Regions from separate parts of the Mus musculus genome. Here regions 1, 3 and 4 are each linked to region 2. The links are chromatin contacts, called in public Hi-C maps. All regions are on one chromosome and are shown on one strand. Each heading gives the region's core, a stretch centred on a gene start, on an enhancer-like site or on the middle of the called end of the contact. The rest is flanking DNA. Distances are from core to core; before and after follow the strand shown.

Region 1 (3,450 bases), core at 393-2,892, 84 kb after region 2:
ACAAACCAGAAGAAGGCATCTGATCCTATTGCAGATGGTTGTGAGCCACCATGTGGTGACTGAGAATTGAACTCAGGACCTCTGGAAGAACAGTTAATGCTCTTAACCACTGAGCCATCTCTCCAGCCCCGCACATCTTTCCTTAAATCTTAAAAAACAAAACAAAAAACAAAAAACAATGTATACAAGTGTGAGGAGATCTAGTCAGCCTTGGGTGTCAGTCCTCACTATCTGCCTTGAGACAGAGTCTCCTGTTTTCTGCTATGTATTTCCAGGCTGGTCCAGGAGTGCAGATTTCTTTCTCTCCATCCTTTCACTTGATATAGGAGCACTGGACTACAGGGCATAGTGGGTTTTGGGGGAAGCTGTTTATTCACTGAGCTGTCTTCTCAGCCCCTGTTTCTCCAGTTTTAAATATGCAAAACTTCTTCATTAAATCTTCCATTTTGCTTATTTTGTTTCACGAAAGAACCAGACTCATGAAATTCTCCACATGTTAAAGTAAGAAACTTGGTGTTTAAAGCGCCTCTGGTTCCTCCACCTCCCACTCTTGGGCTCTCAGCTCTGCCTGGTAACTTTGTTGCTTCCTTTCTTCCCTCCATGTCGCCTGTTGTTTCTCTCTTAAGTAGTAAATGTAACAACCCGAGCACAGTTGAAAACATCAGATAGGAACAATGACTTTAGGTGCCTATAACCTCCAAACTGTGAAGCCATAGAGAAGAAAGGGAAGGTTATCAAATGATCAAAAAAAAAAAAAAAAAAAAAAAAAAAGACACAGCTTCTTGGACTGAAATTTTCAACAGTGCAAAATTTGAGATGTTTTTCTTTCTGAGATGAGCTGTGAGTTGTGTTTCATCAAAAGTAAAGAAGTTACTTTTGAAAATTGTCTCCACAGCTTAGGGAAGAAAAAAAGCCTAGATTCCCTACTTCAAAAGGAGCTCTTTATTAGTGTGTCTACTTGAGAAACAAACCCGGAGTCAGAGAGGGTAGACAGAGCCTTCCTAATTCAGACAAGCAGCAGCAGGCAGGCAGAGTCACCGCCAACCTGCTTGGCAAATTAGTGTTCGAAAATATTATGTCTCAAATGTAGGAAGTCTGCAGGCAGAGTGTTTGCGGTGTTATCAGACAAGAATCTCTGTGTACCTGGACTTAGTGTCCACTTCTCTTCAAACCCAAGGCTTTGCACTGAGTTATGTCAACATATGACTCAAAAGGGCCGGAAAGGGAAAAACAGGCACAAAGAGGGCTGTGGAGACAAGCGCAAATAAAAACATAAGCCAAAGTAAGCCTGCTTGTTCTGAGAACTGGGAGCGCTTCTTTTTGAACCAAAAGTGGAAAAAATAAATAAATGGACTCTATACATTCTAGTGACCTTTGTCTCATCTCAAGGGAATAAAAATATATAAAGAAAATATTCTAATATTCTAAATGATAAGTAAAATTTCCTTTTAATCCATACTGTCTCTAGAAAATGCTAGGTATGGGGTATGGGGCATGGCTCATGTAAGTGCTTGCTGTGCAAGCATGAAGACGCCCTGAGTTCAATATAGAGAATTCACATGAAAAAGCCAGATGGGGCAGTGTACACCTGTCATCCTCGGAATGGAGCTCACCGGCCGGCCAGCTTAGTCTGACTATGACGCTCCAGGCCACTAAAGTGAAAGAATCTGAGAAACTCTATGTGAGAGTGTCTGTCAGTCTCCATGTGCACATGCATGTGTGTGCACAGACATGCTCACACACACTCCTCTCCCCTAGATATTAGTTATGCATAGTATAGTCTCTAAGCGCCATCAGGAATTGGTGCTAATTTTACTGAACAGTTTATATATACAACTCTTCCAACGTTAAAACAGTGAGAGATAAATGATTGACAGGGACTGCTCCTGCTAGCATGAACCTCCCTGAGAAGCACTATACAGATAACAGGCACTAATATTTGCCTCAAATATTATGTGGTTCATTCTAGTACCATGCATACTTCCTCATTTAAATGAACTTATGTGTGTTAAAGGAGTACTTTTGTAAAATAGGAACCCTTTTATGTGGCCAACATTATGACCACCAGAAATGCTGACTACTAAGAAAAATATTTTAATTTTCTTTCTAGCATACAATAGTAATTATATCTTAACAAAAATGCAATTATTTCCGTTTGCTTTTAAGTGTCACTGTTGAATAAAGGCTCTGAGCCTGCTGGTCAGAGACTGAATTGAAAGTGACTTTTAAATAAAGCCCATAACTTACTGTGTGGACACAAGAAAGGCATTTACATAGCTATAAGATGAGCTAATCCCAGAGATGACAGAAAAAGGAAAGAATGATCAAAATACTTGGAAAATTTGATCTGCTTTGCTTGACAGCTTAGAAAACCCAATATTCTCTGCCTTAATATAATATGAAGTTATGCAATAATCTGCAACACATATAATAAACTCCTCAGTCTCAATTTGTCTGGCTCTAGAGATACAACTGATCGTGTAAAGGTTTGAATGCAAATGGGAGACATGAAAGACTGGATGTGGGTGGGCAGATGGCAAACTCTATTCAATTAAGCAAGACTGACTTCAGCATTCAACCAATTTAAAATTCTAATTGGAATCTAACAAGACATTTTTTCCTCCTCCTCCCTTTTATCCTCAAAATATCAAATCTAATATTTTTCACGTTCTATTGTATCTTAGGCAAGGTTCCTAAATATTTCACATATGTTCCTAGTGACATTTTGTACTCAGAAAGGGTAATGAAATGTTAGCGATTGTGAAATGCTAACGATCCAGGCATGCTATGTAATAACAATTCGTGTTTCTCAATCTGATAAACTGAGAAGGTCAAAAAAATGTGACTTTTCTTATTTTAACCAGACAATTATGGCATAAAATGAGCTGCTAGCTAGTCCAGTGTCTTCTCTATGACTTCTATTATAGAAGTGGTTTAACAACTTGCAAATGAAGAGATAACAGTGAACTAGTCTAAAGGCAGAATCTATTGCATATGTAGAACATCCCTATGTTAGCTTGATGAAGAGAAGATCAACTTTTCCACGATGGCAGCATCAGAACTGGGTTACTATCCCACTAGCTTGATGCACACTGGATGGTAAAGTCGATGGCTCACAGAACTCATCTTTGCTGAGGACTCTATCTATGCACTGATAACAGAATAGAGCCTTTCTGTCTAAAAGATACATTGTTTAAGATAGGATTTGCATTGGAATGGAACATGTGTTTTGAAGGACCATGCTAACATTCATGAGAACATCTCAAGAGAAGAAGAAAAAGGTTTAAGACAAATGTGGTGGGAAAGAAGACCAAAATCACCAGAAGGTCATGGAGAGCTAGTCTCCAGTCCTAGAAACTAGTCTATCTCTTAGTTAGGACCCAAACAGATCCCATTTTTGAGGTGGCTTTTATAGAGCAAATGAGAAGAATTTCTGCCTGTGGAATAGCT
Region 2 (3,614 bases), core at 207-2,706:
GACTCATCCTTTATAAAATTCTCCTTTTACATAATGCTTTGCATTTATTGGTTGGGGTTCTAATTATTTGACTTACTAACTCTTCTGTTATCCTAAAGTAAGATGTGAGTGAGAAAGATAAGGTAAATATTTTTTCCTCTCTGTATTTAGTAAGTTCCAGAATTACTTGCTATTCTCTCCTCTTTAACTTTGACAACATGGTGTGTGTGTGTGTGTGTGTGTGTGTGTGTGTGTGTGTGTGTGTGTGCATGTGATATAGCTGTGTTGGTGTGCAGGTGTGCACACATACTGAGGATAGAGGAAGACATCCATCCACTATACTACCCTATCATTAGTATAGGACAGGATCTTTTACTAAACTAGGAAGCCAGCAAGCCCAATCAGGCTTCTCCCCACCTCGGGTGGTGTTATGGCTACAAGTGTATGTGGCCATGACTGGCTTTTTAGGTACATGGTTGGGATTCAGACTCAGGTCTTCCTGTGTGCACAGGAAGTGCTCCTACTGAGCACTCCCACTTTTACACTTTGTTAATTTATATTTTTTAAAGTAGGAACTATATGAACTACATTTAAAAAAAAAAGAGGCCAATTAGCATCCTAAATTGAACAGTTGCCTTTTAATATAAACCTTACCACTGAAAATAGCCATGTCTTTCAGTATAGTGTGATCTTCTATCAAAATTTGAAACCGAATTTCAAGATGTATGGGGATTTTGTCATGTGTAAATAAAGGACCCAGAAAAATAAATTAAGGTTTTATCATCAACAACAACAACAACAAAAACAAAACTGTTTTGGAAATGAAAATACTCTCTGGTTGTCACCATTTTGATGGAACACATTCTGTTTGGACTGTTCAAAGGCAATGCCATAAAATAACATGTATTTTAATGTCACAGAAAGGTTATATTTAAAATTTTCTTAAAGTGAGTCTGGTAGCTCTCCCTGAATCTTCCTGAAGAAACTTCCCTTCCTCCCCAGTCTTTATCGGGAAGAGAAAGATTTACTCTGTAAAAATCAATATGTTGACCTGTTTCATTCATTTCCACTGAAAAGATTTGTCACTTCTCAGAAATGGAGATTAACCATGTTTGTGGAGTAGCTAGGTGTTTTCAACAATGGAACAACATGAGAACTGGGTCAGGGGCCAGAGTGGGGGTGGTCTTGATCTACTTTAAAACATTATGCAAAACTAAACTTAGGACAATTGTTTTCAATAGTCTTGTTAGACTACTCCCAGCTAGAATTTTTTCAACTAAAACACTTTTTTTTTTAAGTCATAAAAAGAGACAAGTGATTCTTGTATGACAATTTATAGAGGGTTTTTCTTTCCACAGTTTTCAAATTTGGTTTTGGATCAACTGTCTTACAAACCAGGCATATCACCCACGCCAAGGGGAGCGCTTGACAATCTTGCATGTAACTGATAGGCAGCAGGGAATTTTTTTTTCGGGCAGCAATTGTAAGTTTTCCTTGACTGCCAACATCTGCTTGCTAACGCCTGCACACATCCCCAGAGTGCTGAGTTTTGTAAACATTGTTTGATGATGACATACTGAAAATTACAAAAGTGTGTCTCTTTATCCACACCCAAAGCCCTCTGAAGAACATTTCATAGTTTTAGACTGTGGTCAGTAGGCTTTGGGGGAAACATTTGAGTTTCTTAACTCAAAATTAAATAGATCTTTTATTAAAAATAAATTCCTGAGCTATGCTTACAGGAAACGAGATGGCCACAAGCCATGAGGTCAATTTTGAAATAAAATGCTACAGAAATAAAGGTTGTTTCTTACAATTCTCCTGATAAGAATTGCTGCAAACTGAGTGAGGATATTATTTCATAGAACTAAGAATATGAATAGCCTTGCAATACATATATAAGTAGCCTGAAAATTATTCCTTTGACTTCTGTAGGATTGAAGACGCCACACTGCTCTACAGAGTAACATTCTGGCAAATCTCAATATTAAAGCAACATTCCTTTTAGCAGGAGAGAATGCAGAACTGAGCAACGATGAAAGGAACACTGTAGTTCTATGAGATTAAAGTTTAAACGTGCAGTGAATGCTGTCTTTCTGGCTAACTAAAATCTATAAGGCTGTCACCAGCAGAATCTAGGGGGAGGAGAGAAAAGGAAACCTTACCCAAGTCAAAGAAGCCTTTTCCAAGCCAAACTCTTACAAAGCCATGGGGATTCCTGAGACTGTGGCGTTCACATTTACATTCAAATCCCTCACAAATTAAGTAGCAAAAATGGTGAGCCAGCATTTTATGGGAAGGGAGAAACAGTTAGACAGAACAGACAGAGGGAAAACTGTAAACTTGTCATGAGTACCATGTGTGTTTCATGTGTTCATCCTGCCTGCTTCCTGTTCTCGGTATGCGATTCTCTGCGTAGGAGGGACATCACCACTGGAAGAACCCATCTGCTTATTTGCAAATAGGACAAAAGCTATTATAGAATGATAATAAATAAAAAGGCTAAAATGAAAGTGATAATGAGTTTCCTTGTATATTATATGATTGACCACCCTGTCTCAAAGAATCAGGCTGAAGAGCAATGGAGTGTGACTCCAGACATCAACTCCCAAGTGCAAACAAACACATGTGCACCCACACACGTGTGTGCCCACATACATGCAAACAATCATACACATGCATATTGCATACATAAACATGGAAATGTAGAACTTATTCCTAATTATAAAAAAACTTAAGCTTAGACTCCACATAGATAAGGGTATTATTTTATCCACTGCTGTATCAGTGATATCTACAACTTAGAGTGAGTATTGTATAAAAAATAAAGCACAGATGAGCACTTTAAGTGATAAAAATGAGACAGTATACTTTTCCCCAACCTATCATTCAGTTTATCCTTAGGATTGGAAAAAGGTAGCTTTTATTGGCCAGGAGATGTTGGAATGCAGTTTAGGGAATGATGAAGTGATATCGGTAGTGCTATGCTAACTACTGAATGTTCTTCAGCAGAGTAAATAGGAGCTAGTGATGCCCCCCCCCTTTACTGCCCTGACTGCAGATCAAGCCAACTGCCCAGGCATACAACCTGTGCGATGGTACAGGGCTCCATCTGTAGAAGGACCCAGAGTCGTCATCTTGAGACTTGCTTGTAGACAAGCAGCTTTGCAGTTTTTCCCATTGTTCTGATCTCTGATGATTCCATGGGCAGTCTTCCTGCAGACAGTTTCTGAGATAGCTGAGTTACCTAAAAATGCTGTATGGATGACCAGTAGTCCAACATGAAGAAGATAGCTTCTGATACTCAAATGTGAACTTATAACCTTTAGAAAAGTCAACAAAAGGAGTGTCAGGTCATATCCATTTTTGTCTTGCTTATTTAGATTTTCTCCCAACATTTGTCTGATGAAGAGTGATCGCCACTGGCTTCCTAGCAGCCTAGATCCTAGTAGGATTCTAAAATTCCGGTACGGTCTGGAACAGGGCGAGCTGTATTTTTACGGCTCTCAAGAACCATTCATCTACTCGACTAAACATTCTCCAAAGCCTCTAACTGCACTCGGTCGTCACTCCTTGTAAATGCAGAGATAATAGTACTCGGGAGAACTGTAAAGTCAGCTGCCTTTTGCTGAATG
Region 3 (3,291 bases), core at 319-2,818, 110 kb before region 2:
TTTTTACCATGTTAAATGATATAATAAAAACTTCCCTCTGCACAAAAATCCAAGATATTTCAAAACACCTTCAGTGAGTCTCTTCCTTTTTCTCTCTGCCTCTCTCTCTCCCTCCCTCCCTCCCTCCCTCCTTCCTTCCTTCCTTCCTTCCTTCCTTCCTTCCTTCCTTCCTTCCTTCCTTTCTTCCTTCCCTTCTATCTTTTTCTGTCTCTCCCATCTTTCTCCTCTCCCCCCTCCCTTTCTCACTCTTTTGCTATAGCTTGAGTGATCTCTGGGAAGAAATTTAATGACAACCTATCATTTCATCAGTATCCAACTGCGTACAAGTTTATGCTCTACCAGACACCATGGAACATAGCCAGCTCAACTTCCTGCCCACTGAGGAGGCAGTGGTATCTTCACAGTGCCTGGCTCATAGCAGTTGTTTACTAGTAAGCATTAGTTTCCTTCAGCCCAAGGAGCTTATGGCAAGCCGTGGTCGCAGCCTTGTCCAGAATTCCTTCAATAACCATAGTATGATTTTATGATATTCTAGTCTAATAGTAAGTAGTTCTTCCTCAATATATAAACACTATGAAATAGTGGACTTCAAGGACTTTGCTGTGTTCAATGCTAAATTCCTTAAGACCTTAAACATGGTATATGTTTTAAAATATATACTCTTCTGAATGAATGCATAAATACGTGAATAATTATGGGAAAGGTATTGGTTCTAGTTTAGTTTCTGTTGCGGTAACAAACCTCATGACCAAAACAACTTGGAAGGAAAGGGTTTATTTCATTTTATACTTCACCATTGAGGGGAGTCGGGACAGAACTCAAGGCAGGAGTCTGGAGGGAAGAACTGGCGCAGAGACCATGGAAGAACGCTGTTTACTGACTTTTCCTGGCTACTCAACTACCTTTCTTATACAGCCCAGACCCACCTGCCCAGGGATAGTGTGAACCACAGAGGGCTGCACCCTGCCATATCAATCAGCAGTCAAGGAAGAACCCACAGACACCTCCACAGGCCAGTTGATGGACGCCTGTCTTAGCTTCTTTTCTGTTGCTGGGATAAACTGCCATGGTCAGGGCTACTTAAGGAAGAAAGAGTCTATTTTGGTCTCTGGATTCCAGAGTTTTAAGAATCCATCATGGCCAGGCAGCAAGTGGTAAACATGCTAGTAAAAGCAGGGAGCTTACTCTAGGAAGGAGAGAGAGGGAGAGATGGAGAGAGAGAGAGAGAGAGAGAGAGAGAGAGAGATGTTGGAGTGGTGCTGTCTGTAAGCTCTCAAAGCCTATCCTCCAGGGACATGTTTCCTTCAGCAAGATGCACCTCTTAAAGCTGCACAAACAGGACTAACAACTAGAGACCAAGTGTTCAAATATCTGAGGCTGTGGGGGCCATTTCTCATGAAACCAGCACAAGGTCAGCTTCTCAGTTGAGGTTCCCTCTTCCCAAGTGTATCACCTTGACAACCGATGCTAACGATGTCAGAAGCAGCAGCTGCTCTAGCGATGCACTGACTTTTAAAGGGAAGAGCTGATGTACCAGTCCAGAGAGTGACCTCTCGGGGAGTTACATGAAGTCACATGACACTATAGTAGGTGAATGACTCTTAGGCCATTGCCTGAACGTTCTATGGTGGTATTCATGGTTCAGACCAAGGGGAGGGGACTGAATGAGCATGTCTGGATGGCATTTATCCTCAGTGTAAGGAGAGGCTGTCCAACTTTGGATCCCATGAAACACATTTTGAAATATTTACAGTTGTCTCTCATCCATTCTTGCTCTTTCTATACAGCCCATCCACACTCCACAGATTTATAGCCAGTCAGCTTAATCCCTGCATTGTGAAATGATATGAAATCAAGCCATCAAGAGACCAAGAAGATGAAAATTGAGATGAAAAAAAAAATCTCTCTCAGTGGGTCTTCTGCCAGATGAGGCTATATGCTTGGGGCAGCTAGCTAACTCTTAAATAAGAAGACAAAATAAGGAAATAAAAAAATCAATACCTTTGATCTTTCTTAAAAAGTGCTCAAATATCCCAATGTTGTCTCCTACAGCCTTTATAAATCTTTCACTGGGGGCCTCAGAAAACTCCAAATCACATAACACAGCCATCAGGTTTCCAATCCAAGGAGAAAAGTGCTTTTCAAAGCAGTATGTGCCAAGCCCACCTTCACCTGGATAACATTTGTTAGCCAACCATGTGCTGTGTCCCTCTGTGTTTGTTGATCAATGTTGCAGTCACACTGACCGGAAGGGTGCTCTGTCCTGATTTCAGAGTGAGTTTTAAGCCACTTTGAAAACCCTTTAACTTGTGGGTTTGCCTCACTCTGTTTGAGTCCAAATTGCACAATAATATAATGAAGCAAGTCCTGTGGGACTCTCTGTGTCATATTAAATTTCAGGAAACCACAACCTTTGCACGTCTCCTCTGATTGCTCCCCTCCCCCCCCCCCCCCCCCCCCCCGACTGTGGCCCTATCCTGTGGCATCTGGCTGCTTTCTGGCTTGGTATTCAACAAGGTTGAAAACCCATTGCATCAGAGTCTCCTCTGACACTTTGGAAACCTCCTCCTTCTCGTCATTAAGCACTCCTGTCCTTTCTGAGTAATCAAAGCTTTATTGTAAAAACCTACTTAAATCCCCAAAGAGCTTTGAAACATTCGTTTCACTTTTCTGTCTGCTTCAATGGATATTTTATGTGAATTGTGAACTTGGGAAACATAAAAGGGGAAAATTAAAAAGACATATGCACGTTCTGTAAGAATCAGTAAGAAAGCCATGAACAACATTTTAGTGAGTAAACCATGAATGTGGGATGCATTTAGCTAGCTTGATATAGTCTTTCCATTTTCTTTATGATCCGCTCACATAAGGATGGTTGAACATTTATTCAAACTTTAGAAGGATCTTCACATTGTTTAAAAGCCTCACTATTTTACTCTGGAATGGTTTGGCCCACTCAGAAGGCTACTTAGTTATATTAAAAGTGTTCTTTAAAAGATAGCACCAGTCATTTTTTGGGAGAAGTATCAATTTCTAAATATTTTTCAATATTTAATGTTTGTGTTGTTATTATCCATGATATAAGACGAATTTAGAAATGTAAAGGTTATTTTCATTTAACTTACAATAAAAACAAAAATCCAGCAGGTCAAGTTCTAGCAGCTGAGAACAGAAATAATTATACATATTTTTATATACATCTATTTTTTCCTCTCTTTCTATGTATGATTTTTTTTAAGACAGAGTTGCTAATTAGCTAAGGCTGACCCTGAACTTCTAATTCTCCTGCCT
Region 4 (3,470 bases), core at 761-3,260, 86 kb before region 2:
GGGAGATATGTGAATAGATACCTTAAATAATTCAGCATCTTTAAGCATGAAAATGGAGAATTAAAAACGCCAACATCTTTTTGCTAAATTGGTTCTGCTTTTATTCAAAATTTTAAAAAGTCAGAAAGGGCCATCTTTACCTTTTGGCCTGGTGAATTGTGTGTAAACTGACCTGCAGAGACAGGGAGGGCAACTGCTCTGTGGTACCGGCTTACAAACTGAGAGATCAACGTCAGCTTCTCCGTGTGTGAGGACAGAGTTTTATAGTTTATAAATGTTAAGTTCACCTCTGTGGAGCAAACATAACCTTCAGCTATTATTTATAAAACTGTTAATGGGATAAAGCAATCTGACAGTGCCTGTGGTTGTCTGCTGGTCTAACGACCTTAAGACCTCAGGGTTTTCACTGTTTTACTAGGTACGGTGAATCTGCAAAGAAGGGAGAGAAGGCACGTGAAAAATCCGATTTCTCCTGTGGTTCTCTGGTTTGGTGGGAAAGAAGATTCAAGAGCTCAGCTAAGGTCCAGCTTGGGATGAGGTCATTTTGACGGCTTTCCTTCGCCTTGATGCTAACCTGGTGGCGGGTTGACTGACAGTATTGGTCTACGGACAGAGTTCTTGCTGCATTGTTAAGTGTGGTGTGAGGAAACACTGAACAGGTAGAGAAAGAGAAGAAATATCTTTTCACAAAAAGACTGGTCCAGTCGCCAAATAATATTAATCCACAAGCTAAGAACAGTTTTCCTACCCAAACCAATGAGAGAGATAATAATTGCATTTTAGCTTATTTGTGTCTGTCTGTCTGTCTGTCTGTCTGTCTGTGTATATAGAGGACAGAAGTCAGCTTCATGTATTGTTCCTCAGACACCATCCACCATCTTTTTAAAGACAATGTCTCTCACTGGGACCTGGAATTTGACAAATAGTCCAGGCTGTCTTGGCATCCAGCCCCAGAGATTCACTGTGTCAATTCCTCCCCACTGCTGGGTTTGCAGACACAGGACTTCTCATCATATTTTCACATGTGTTTGCTGGAGATCAACCTTAGGTCCTCCAATACTTTATAAACTAAGCTATCTCTGTATCCAAAGTTACTGATCACGTCCATCATCATTATCATCATCATCACCAACAACAACAACAACATCACCACCACCACCATCACCACCATCACTATCATCACCATCATCGTCTAAGAATGGAGTCTCATTGTTGGCTTGGTGTTAGAAGGGAACCCTGACTCCCAGCTGAAAGATGTCTGCCAATTGAATCTCATCTCACCAGACAACAAAAGCAACATGTAAGTCAAGATCAGTTAGAGGTTGTCTTTGTCAGGGTTTCTATTCCTGCATAAACATCATGACCAAGAAGCAAGTTGGGGAGGAAAGGGTTTATTCGGCTTACACTTCCATACTGCTGTTCATCACTGAAGGAAGTCAAGACTGGAACTCAAGCAGGTCAGGAAGCAGGAGCTGATACAGAAGCCATCGAGGGATGTTCTTTACTAGCTTGCCTCCCCTGACTTGCTCAACCTGATCTCTTATAGAACCAAGACTACCAGCCCAGAGATGGCACCACCCACAAGGGGCCTTTCCCCCTTGATCACTAACTGAGAAAATGCCTTACAGTTGGATCTCATGGAGGCATTTCCTCAACTGAAGCTCCTTTCTCTGTGATAACTCCAGCTGTGTCAAGTTAACACAAAACTAGCCAGTACAGAGGTTTTATTTCTTTCTACTAGTAACTTGTGACGTGCTTTTCTTTTAGCGTCAAAATCCAAATATCTCTCACCACTTAATTTATTGTCACACCTCCAAAGCCCATTTAGAGGCAAAGTCACCTTTAACCTTAACAGCAAGAATGATGCAAAGTAGGTAAGCAAGCAACATTCCTTGGGGCTCAAGTATTTTCAAGTGCTTTTTAAAACAGCTCCTTAGTGTCTGGTTCCAATAATAAACGCAGAGCCAACTTCCTGCTCTCTCTCTCCAGTGTGAACTATTAGTCACTCACTCAGCCATTCCCCGGGGCAGGGGCTGCAGCACCCAGTCTCAGGATGAGTCACTCGGTAGGCTCGGAAACAGAATGCTGATGAAAAACGCTGTTCAAAAGTGATTTTTTTTGTTTGTTTGTTTATTAGCATCCTTGCATGGCTCAGTGATGAGAGCAGATCCTATCCTCCAAAGGAGGAAGCTTGAGAAAATGTGAGCAAGCAGAGCTCCCAAAGGCACTCGGCTTTTTCTACTGCGTTTGCTGTAAAAATTGAAATGACATTTATTTACTTACACACAAGTGTACGTGTACCCGGGCACACACGTGGAAGTCAGGGAAAACTTGCAGGATTTGGCTCTCTCCTCTTTGCATCTGGTCCTAGATATTGAATTCAGGTTGCCACACTTTGGCGGTAGGGGCTTTTGTCCACTAAGCCATCTTACCAGCCTATGGTAACTACATGCGAAATGACATCATTAAGATTCTATACCAATCAAAACTTTTCTCTGGCTCTGAAAGGACCAGTTGGTTCTCTGGTATTCTCAACTCCCTCTGAAACATATGGGCTAAGCAAAGTGTGATTAGATTCCCCTGGACCCGTGGCTTAGGAGACAGACCAGCAATGCAGGGATATTTTTCTGGCAAAATTTATCATTGAATTTAGATGCTTAAAAGAAGTTGAAGAGAGGCTGGAGAGATGGCTCAGCCGTGAAGAGCACTTGTGAGTCTTCTAGAGAACTGGGGGTTCAATTCCCGGCATCCACATAATTGCTGACAATGGTCTGTAAGGTCAGGTCCAGAGTTAGAGGATTCGAGTCCTTCTTCCAGCCTTCACCAGTACTGAATGCACAAAGTGAGCAGACACACAGACAAGAAAACACTCATAGGTATAAAATAAAAATAAATAAACCTTAAAACATATGTAGTTAGAGAGTGTAAAGACATAGCCAGAGGATCCTCCTAACCCAGTGGGAAATGATGACATCTTAGAACGCATGGAGAAGGGTAAGGTGGGCTGTTTGTAGGAACTTTCACATGGAAACATTGCCACAATGATAACATAGGACCAGAGTAGGACAAACTACTTCCTGCAAAGCAGGGGTTCTCAACCTGTGGGGCGCGACCCCCTAAGGGGTTGAGGGAGCCTTTCACAGAGGTGACCTTCAGACCATTGGAAAACACAAACACTTACATTATGATTCACAACAGTAACAAAGTTATAGTTATGAAGTAGCAAGGAAAATGATATTATGGTTGGGGGCTCACACAAGGGAGCATATTAAAGGGTCACAGCATCAGGAAGGTTGGGAGCCACTGCTGTAGGGATAGAATGCCTTTTGATATCCCATTTCCTCTGTCTTCCTATAGCAATCTCTTAGCCTCTGATACCTGGTGATGCAGACTAAACTGAGCAGTGAGGCTTCTCTTCCCCGCTGGTGTTCCTTCTGCTACTGTCCTTTGCAATTTGGCCACCGTGTTTC

The links. Hi-C and Micro-C count contacts between places; a contact is called where the count stands out from the background.
Region 1: a Hi-C map of liver shows a contact between it and region 2, with 5 times the contacts expected there. The contact joins two enhancer-like sites. A contact is called at or near these places in 6 of 484 Hi-C or Micro-C datasets (liver, macrophages, peritoneal macrophages and 1 more) and 1 of 115 datasets of contacts at active chromatin or transcription factors (embryonic stem cells).
Region 3: a contact with region 2 is called in a Hi-C map of liver, with 2.6 times the contacts expected there. The contact joins two enhancer-like sites. A contact is called at or near these places in 1 of 15 datasets of contacts at CTCF or cohesin (the NIH/3T3 cell line), 7 of 484 Hi-C or Micro-C datasets (3T3-L1-derived adipocytes, the C2C12 cell line, beige adipocytes and 3 more) and 1 of 115 datasets of contacts at active chromatin or transcription factors (vascular smooth muscle cells).
Region 4: a contact with region 2 is called in a Hi-C map of uterus, with 1.9 times the contacts expected there. The contact joins two enhancer-like sites. A contact is called at or near these places in 1 of 39 promoter capture datasets (liver), 1 of 15 datasets of contacts at CTCF or cohesin (the NIH/3T3 cell line), 16 of 484 Hi-C or Micro-C datasets (3T3-L1-derived adipocytes, the C2C12 cell line, the N1E-115 cell line and 7 more) and 1 of 115 datasets of contacts at active chromatin or transcription factors (fibro-adipogenic progenitors).

What each region holds. Positions count from the first base shown.
Region 1 is chr1:71,721,718-71,725,167 of GRCm38.p6, reverse strand. No RefSeq gene overlaps it. Among named protein-coding and RNA genes, the nearest start is that of Gm30160, 5.0 kb to the left of the region's middle. Within about 2 kb of position 1,642, at least 28 of the 459 cell types and tissues checked have an H3K27ac peak or open chromatin away from gene starts, as enhancers often do. A contact at or near this core is called in liver and uterus, where this site is marked.
Region 2 is chr1:71,805,658-71,809,271 of GRCm38.p6, reverse strand. No RefSeq gene overlaps it. Among named protein-coding and RNA genes, the nearest start is that of Gm30308, 6.1 kb to the left of the region's middle. Within about 2 kb of position 1,456, at least 36 of the 459 cell types and tissues checked have an H3K27ac peak or open chromatin away from gene starts, as enhancers often do. A contact at or near this core is called in the C2C12 cell line, fibro-adipogenic progenitors, liver and 1 more, where this site is marked.
Region 3 is chr1:71,911,713-71,915,003 of GRCm38.p6, reverse strand. No RefSeq gene overlaps it. Among named protein-coding and RNA genes, the nearest start is that of Gm28818, 14 kb to the right of the region's middle. Within about 2 kb of position 1,568, at least 42 of the 459 cell types and tissues checked have an H3K27ac peak or open chromatin away from gene starts, as enhancers often do. A contact at or near this core is called in the C2C12 cell line and liver, where this site is marked.
Region 4 is chr1:71,892,336-71,895,805 of GRCm38.p6, reverse strand. Gm28818 (a long non-coding RNA gene) reads left to right here. Exons shown (of 3, transcript XR_373492.3): 3 at 419-1,971. Among named protein-coding and RNA genes, the nearest start is that of Gm28818, 5.2 kb to the left of the region's middle. Within about 2 kb of position 2,010, at least 91 of the 459 cell types and tissues checked have an H3K27ac peak or open chromatin away from gene starts, as enhancers often do. A contact at or near this core is called in the C2C12 cell line, fibro-adipogenic progenitors and uterus, where this site is marked.